2 separate regions of the Mus musculus genome follow, and region 1 is linked to region 2. Evidence: chromatin contacts called from public promoter capture Hi-C data. All regions are on one chromosome and are shown on one strand. The core of a region is the stretch at or near the end of the contact, and the rest is flanking DNA. Distances in the headings are between cores, read along the strand shown.

Region 1 (4,024 bases), core at 1,078-3,577, about 42 Mb after region 2:
TCTAGTCCTAAGCCAGTTCACAGCCCTAGAATAGAGGCTTCTGTGTTAAGTGGAAAACCACTCTCTACCACACGGCCTCCTGAATCTATTTTCTCAGAATAGCCAGAAGGATCTGCAACAGTATGCCAGGACACTATCTGTTCTGAGAACAAAAACAAAACAAAAAGCCTCACCAAACCTTGCTGATATTATCAAATCTTGGTTCTTCTGAATTGAACATCTGAACTCTCAAACATCCCTACAGTCCAGTAGTCAAGCAGGAAGTATTTAGAGGTCACGTAACTAAATGATATTATAGATCAAGTCTATTAGAATAGGACTAATGCTTACTTGTTTAGCCCTATAAGTTATAATAATGGGTCCCTACCCAGTGAAGTAAGGGCTATTATGGTGGAAAAGGTGGACTGTTCATTTCTCTATTCCAGGATACTAAATGCAAGCAAGCATATTCTCTTGTGGATTACAGAAAGTAACAGCACAAACATGTGAACAATGTCCACCAGAGGCTCTTTTGCTGGGCTACATGTAGGCAGTAGCTTTGTTCTTCTACCAATACGTTATTTACCCATTTTCCCTTTACCTGTATACACTCAGCTCCCTCATTCATAAAATTTGGACTGAGGGGGCTGGAGAGATGGCTCAACAGTTAAGAGCACCCACTGCTCTTCCAGAGGTCCAGAGTTCAATTCACATGGTAGCTCACAACCATCTGCAATGGGCATCCGATGCTGTCTTCTGCTGTGTCTGAAGACAGTGACAGTGTACCCACATATATGAAATAAATATGGCCAGAGCAAGCAGGATGGGGGGGGGGGAAGAGCTGGGACTTAAATCTTATCTGTGTCAAGAGATTACAGTGAAGAATCAATGGGTTAATATACATATCCCTTAAGGAATGTCTTATAGCCGGGCAGTGGTAGTGCATGCTTTAATCCCAGCACTTGGGAGGCAGAGACAGGCGGATTTCTGAGTTCAAGGCCAGCCTGGTCTACAGAGTGAGTTCTAGGACAGCCAGGGCTATACAGAGAAACCCTGTCTTGAAAAACAAAAAACAAAACAACAACAACAACAAAAAAGGAATGTCTTATAGACAAGAGCAATTCAACTAACACAGTATAATTCTATCAATCACGTTGACTCTAATAATGCTAAGCTTCACTGAGAGGTATCATGAGTTTCCTATACTGCTGAAGTAAAAACTTAAATTACAAATACTCCCTAATGTTTTCACGTTCTATCCCCAAATAGCAATGTGTGACAAATATTCCAAATGACACTCCATAAATGAACAGCTGAATCTAAGACTGCTATGACTACAGGCTGTCCTGTCTAATGCACAATGTGAAGGTGTTTGACTATAAAGACTTCCTATTGCACAATATACTTAGCATATTTGAACATTTTAATCAGGAAATGGGAAAAGGTGGGGAGAACAGAGAACAGCATGTATAGCAAACTAGACTTGAATTCTTATGTCTTATTCTGGGGCACCATATAATCTGGAAGACTATAGAATCCCCCCCAAGAACTGTGAAAGGCTGACTTATGATGACCGGGAGTGATCTTACCACAACTGATTTTCGCTGGAAGTTTATGTTGTTGATACAGACGACCTGATGGGTTGTATATATAAAAAAAAAGAAAGAAACGACTATTATTATATGAAAGCATAAATCTAAGTACGAATAGGGACTATATACTGAGCCGCTCAAAAACCACACAGTAGTTTGTCTTCGAATTCTACAAAATGAGTAACCTGCTTATTTTAAATCGAGCAACAGCCATGAAAAGGTTTGTCTTGACAAAAAAATATAGCGGTACTTTAAGAAAGGTTTATGAGCCCGTGGGCGGGGAAGGAGTATGCTGAACAATTATTCAAAACCGTTTCACCCTACAAACATCATGTCCCCTGGAGTGGGCTCTAATTTCCCACTAGTTTCCCGGACTCATCAAGTCACTCACAGAATCAATGAAAACAAAATCAGAGCAGGGCGAGAAACGGAGTAGGGGAAAGGTACTTATAATTTGTACGGCCGTGGGCTTTCGAAGCCCTTGTCTCCTTTCTTCCTGTTCATCCTGGAGGACTCTAAGCCGGTGGGCGGCATGAAGAGCTCCTGCGGGGCTCGCCTTTCAGGCTGCACGGGGCGCTGCAGCGCATTCCCGGTAGCGGCCCGTGCACCCGGAGCGCCTAGCCACCCGTCCTCCGCCTCCTGTCCCCTCCCCGACCACTCTCAGCCGCCTCCGCCCGGCCCCTGTCACACAGATGAGCCGCGCTACAGGAGCTCTAAGCGGCCGCCGCCGCCTGCGGACATCTTGCCGGTCACCTCTGACCGGTGACGTCAGAGGAAGTGGCGCGGCCGCGGAGGCAGAACCCGGAAGTCTTGTCCGGGCGTGAGTGGGCGGGGTTTGCACGATAAGTTTGGGATTTCTCGTCTGGCTTTTCTCCTTTGTCTCAAAACTATTTCTAAAATTAAGAGAGCAGAGGGAAGATTTACTGGGTGAGAAAAGGAAGATGGGGAAGGAAGGAAGGGACGTTAAGTGTTAGGCGAATCGTGCTTGTGGAAGACAAGAAGGGATGGAAGGGGCGAGGGACTAGGACCTAGTAATGGTCCCGAAACCATTGCTGTCAAGAACAAACTCACCCATTTGGACCTTGTGGTTTAAACTCCAAATGTGTAATCAGACCGCAGGGAACTCTCAAGCCAGAAGTCCCATGGCCTCCGTATTTGTCTTATGAATTAACAGATTTTCTTTTTGACATTTTTGAAGCTGTGGATTTTCTATTCTTGAGGGTTAAAGATGCAAACCAATGTCCGTTAATTCCGTTAGAGTATTGTCCATTAACATTTTCCCACCTGCACAGATTTCACTCCACCTATCTTTTTTACTCCTGACAAGGTCGTTAGCTGACTTTAAATTAATTTGAACTTTTCGTCTAAACAAAACCAATTAGGAAAATAAAGCCATAACTTTATTAAACCTTCCAAAACTAGACTTCGTTTTTCCCAATGAACATTTATTTATTAAACCCACACAAAGTAAAGGCAGAGCTCATAAATGGCTTACACAATCTTTATGCAGGACCACTTCCTCAAGCGTTCTCATTTGCTGGGACCATCGTCAGACTTATAATTTTTTACAATTCCCTCAAGGTAGCAGTAGGCTTGTTCCAAGTTGCAATCTTCTCAGAAATGCAGGTGAATGAAGTGCAGTGATAATCATACCCAGTGGAAACTGTTGTTTTAAAGATAGACTGGGGGGGCTGGTGAGATACCTCAGTGGTTAAGAGCACCGACAGCTCTTCCAAAGGTCCTGAGTTCAAACCCCAGCAACCACATGGTGGCTCACAACCATCCATAACAAAATCTGATGCTCTCTTCTGGAGTGTCTGAAGACAGCTACAGTGTACTTACATATAATAAATAAATAAATAGATAGATAAATAAATAAATATTTAAAAAAAAAAAAAAGAGGGCTGGAGAGATGGCTCAGCGGTTAAGAGCACTGACTGCTCTTCCGAAGGTCCTGAGTTCAAATCCCAGCAACCACATGGTGGCTCACAACCATCTGTAATGAGATCTGATGCCCTCTTCTAGGGTGTCTGAAGACAGCTACAGTGTACTTACATATAATAATAAATAAATCTTTAAGCAGGAGTGAGCAGGGCCAAGCTGAAGTGAGAGAGGTCAACCAGAGCGAACAGAGGTCCTAAATTCAAATTCCCAGCAACCACATGACAGCTCACAACCATCAATACAGCTACAGTGTATTCATATACATAAAAAATAAATAATAAATAAACTTTAAAAAAAAAGATAGACTGGGGAAAACTTGCTTTTTTTTTTTCCACGGAGGTGCCAATCTGCTAAAAATCTTTGCTCAGGAAGCTGGAAAGTAACATAACCATCTGTGGTCTCACTGGCTTCTTCTAGAAAGGTGGATGCGACTGTCTCAACATCACTACAGGACACAAAAGTCCATATAAATATAGATACACACACGTATGGTTGACAGGCCTGTGGTC
Region 2 (4,178 bases), core at 1,460-3,959:
CAAGCTTTAGAAGCTTGTGGAGTTTTGGTGGAGGACATTACTTATCTGAGTTAGTACTGACACTACTATCTTGTTTTCTAATCCCTTCCGTAAGAGCATGAATTTTCATCATAACTTTTTCAATCAAAATGACATAAACAATGGACTGAATGAAATGGATGAGAGTCCAGGTGTCATTTACAAGGGCAAAAATTAAAGAAATCTTAAAAAATTTAAATAATGCCACGCAATAGCTTTATAAATGTACTTTTTTAAAGTAAGAAAACTTGTTTATGTAGACATAATAATTTAATATTTTACAATGAACATTTACAAATTTCATTTTTAATTTAAGGAAAGTAAACACAAACAACACAACTCATTATTTCCAAGGCTTGATTTTTGGAAGTATAAAAGAATGCAGACACTTGAGCACGGTGGCACGTGCATACAGTCCCTGCACTGGGAGGAGGAGCAGGAGTTCAAGGTTGGCCTTGGCTATAACAGGTTGATCCCCAACAACTGGGAGGTGGGGTGGGGGTGGGACTGTAGCCTGGCGGTGGAATCTGTTTCCCAACAGGGCAGCTTTGTTGGGCCTCAGTGGGAGAGTGTCTTAGTCAGGGTTTGTGTTCCTCCACAAAATAAAATGGCCAAAAAAACAAGTCGGGGAGGAAAGGGTTTATTCAGCTTACACCTCCACATTGCTCTTCACCTTCACCAAAGGAAGACAGGACTGGAACTCACGCAGGTTCAGGAAGCAGCAGCTGATGCAGAGGCCATGGAGGGATGTTCTTTACTGGCTTGCTTCCCCTGGCTTGCTCAGCCTGCTCTCTTATCGAACCAAGACTACCAGTCCAGAGATGGCACCACCCACAAGGGGCCTTTCCCCCTTGATCACTAATTGAGAAAATGCCTTACAGCTGGATCTCATGGAGGCATTTCCTCAACTGAAGCTCCTTTCTCTGTGATAACTCTAGCCTGTGTCAAGTTGACACACAAAACCCACCAGTACACTAAGATATTAGTTATCAAGGGTAGGAATGTGTGGGGGTTTGAAAAAGAATGGACCCAAAAACTCACAAGTGGTGGTCACAAGGGAGTGGTCTCTATTAATCCAATCAAGATAATCCTCCACAGGCAAGCCCTGCAACCGACTTCTCAGATAATTCTAGACTCTGCCAAGCATCTTGACAACACTTAACCATAAATAGGCTTCAATGTAGCCCTGGCTCTCCTCAAACTGTAATTCTCCTGCCTCAGCGTTCCAAGGGCTGGGATCACAGGGATCAGCCATCGCACCTGATCCCTATTTGGCTCTTTTAGTGGGTAGAAAAAAAAATGTTCTAAATAAAAATTTAAAAGGCAAGCAAACAAACAAAAAATGCAAATGTGAGTGTAGCAAAATCTCTTGTTTATCATCTGCTATATGTTGTATTTCAAATACATAAAATATGACTAAAAAAAAAGTCACATTACCCAAAGAGTGCTTCCTTATCAAACACAGTGTCTGCTGGCATGTTCACAGGGATAAGGAGGTCTGGGTGGGAGTCCAAATGTAAGAAACTTATATTACTGTCAGGAAGATGCTTCGAACCTATGGCCCGGTATATGAAAGGCAGAACCTGTAATACAGACACACACAGTGAGAACTGCACACTGTCAAGTGCAGACAAAACAAGAAACTGCACCAACCTGAAGTGCATCAAGTGGTCAAACATGGGAACATTAAAAAAAAAAAAAAAAAAAAAAAAAAAGCTTTACCATAGATGGTTTCTGATGATAATCTCCAACCACTCACTCTAGCATTAAACTGTGTTCCAGGTACTCTAAGTTTTAGGGCATTTTCTGTCCCTTTAGGATGGTGAAGTGGGACTAGATGACTTTTTCCTCCTACATGCTATACATCCAAGTTTACCAACAAATTAAAAAGCACAGAGTAACCCAAAGTTGGGTTTGTCTCAGAGATCTTCTTTCTTTCCTCCTTTAACTTTCTCCATCAGTAAATAACCCACTTTTCCTGGGGGAAGGGGTGTATCGCAGAGCTTCACTCTTGATCCCTTTTGTTTTATATCCAGAGACCCTCCAGGGGTCCTATAAACAAATCCAGACTTGCTAGGTCGTCTTCCAGAAGTCTACCCACTTTACGACTGCACTGCCATGTTGTACATTAATAAGCGCTGAAGGCTTTCCTCTTCATATGACACGAGCTACGATTATGGTCCCTCAGGTCCTGGCTAACCCTCTCGTTAAACCGTGGGATGATGACGTTGGTGGTGGTGGGGGACAGGCTGCAGCCAGCGTTAGGTGCTGGTCAAGCCTCTGCAGGCTGCTAGGGTTCGAATCCCTCCTGCCAGGGCTCCGTGGCTTGTGTCGCCCGCTCACCTCCTGGTGATCCTCCACCACCCACACCGGGAGCTTGGTGTAGCGCCTGAGTCGCGCGCGGTCGCCTCCGGTGTCACTCATGTCTCCGCGCGTCTCAGGGAGGCCGCGGGACACGCGGGAGAGGAGCCCGGCTGCCCGAAGCCGCGCGCCCCCAAGGCACGATCGCGGCGGAAACGCGCGCTCACCCGGTTGCGCTTCCGGATTGGAGGACGACACGGTGGAAGGGCGAGTGTGAGACCTGTAGACAATGTCGATTGGTCTATACGTCCGTCACTCTCGCTGATCCGCCAATCACGGTGCAAAAGGTGCTGCGACGCGCTCCGGAGAGTTTTCCCTCCCCAGGTCCGGATTTCTCCGGTTTGCCTTTTAATTCCCGGGGCTTCCTGTTCCGGAGGCGTGGGTGGCGCCTCAGCCGTGGAGGGTGTTATAGTAACCAGGCTGGGCTTTGATGGCGGCGACCCCGGGACTCTCTGTAGGTAGACGGGGGGCGCCTGATGGGTTTTCAGAGAACGAGTATCGACCTAAACGATCCTGGGAGTTGGGTCTGGGTGGCTTCGGGGCAGCTCTGCGGCCAGGGGGAAAAGAGCGACCCGGTACAGATCCCGTAGATAGGAAGCCTTTCATCTATTTGCGAAGCGCGAGCCGTGGTCCAGGCGCGGGGCCGCCCGGCTTGCGGGGGGAGGCGAGTCCCGGAGTCCCGTACTTAACCTCGCAGGCTGGCGGGAGATGCAAACCAGCCAACGTGCTCTTCATCCAGCAGGAGGCCGGGCTGCAGGTTGAACCTGGGGAAAGTGCGGGGTTTTCAGTGACTTAAAGGCACACCTTGCAAGTCTTGTGTGTCGTCGGTCCTGGACGAGTAAACTGTTCAGAATCGCGCCCTCGGTTTCCCTGCTTTCAAAGGGCATCCCAAGAATAGGTATTTCCCACTTGCATTAAATTCATTGATTTGAACTTCGCATCCATAGTACAGTGGTACAGTATCTAGCTTTTATTTTTGGAGGGGAGTGTGTGTTGAAACAGGGTTTCTCTGTGTAGCCCTGGCTGTCCTAGAACTCACCGTGTAGACCAGGCTGGCCTCGAACTCAGAAATCCGCCTGCCTCTGCCTCCCAAGTTCTGGGTTTAAAGGCGTGCGCCACCACTGCCAGGGCCTTTGTCTAGCTTCTCTAACGGAGTGTGCCGTTTTCTCACTGTGGAGAGGTGTTAATTCCCTGACTGTTGTCCACCTCTAGCTTCAGTAGAGTCCTTTTTATTCTCCAGGACTCTCTACATCCTTACTTTATTGTATTTATCACATCGCGTTTTTCTTTTTATAGTGTTCGGGACATCGTATTACTGTTGTTATTATATAAACATTTGTATATGGGTTTTGCGATCCTTGAACTCTGCAGGCTTGTGTGCCTTATAATCTTTGAGCCTACAGAGCTTGGGAAAGCGTCTCACGTGTGCTGGCTCAGTAAGTGATGGAATCGGTGAATGTATACCTCCCAGGTGGTTTTGAAAACGCGTATTTGTGGGGAGCGGTGGAAGGGAATTGTAGTGACTTAGAGGCATGCACAATGAGGGAGAGTCAAACTTGCCTGCGGTTTACTGTGTGCAGAGACTGTGAATCCTGCAGGAATGACTGAATGAACCCTTGATTCACGGACATGCCGGAGGAGTTCAACATGGGCACACACGACTGTCACAGACGGCAGATTCTGGTAAGCTCCGTAAAAGAAGTGAGTCTACACTAAGCAGTAGCAATCTAGGAGTGAGCTTGCGTTCCCAAGGGAAGTCAGTTCTTCACAAGAGGTTAGTGGATCGGTAGGAATTCACT

Evidence for each region. Promoter capture Hi-C pulls out the DNA fragments that hold promoters and counts their contacts.
Region 1: a contact with region 2 is called in a promoter capture Hi-C map of pre-B cells. The contact joins the promoter of Taf2 here to the promoter of Drosha in region 2. A contact is called at or near these places in 3 of 39 promoter capture datasets (cranial neural crest, pre-B cells and second pharyngeal arch cranial neural crest).

The regions. Positions count from the first base shown.
Region 1 is chr15:55,069,825-55,073,848 of GRCm38.p6, forward strand. Taf2 (TATA-box binding protein associated factor 2) reads right to left here and starts at 2,328. Exons shown (of 26, transcript NM_001081288.1): 1 at 2,023-2,328; 2 at 1,569-1,623. The coding sequence starts at 2,105.
Region 2 is chr15:12,822,106-12,826,283 of GRCm38.p6, forward strand. Drosha (drosha, ribonuclease type III) reads left to right here and starts at 2,710. Exons shown (of 35, transcript NM_026799.3): 1 at 2,710-2,833; 2 at 3,960-4,062. 6030458C11Rik (RIKEN cDNA 6030458C11 gene) reads right to left here and starts at 2,552. Exons shown (of 9, transcript NM_029998.3): 1 at 2,362-2,552; 2 at 1,456-1,601. The coding sequence starts at 2,442.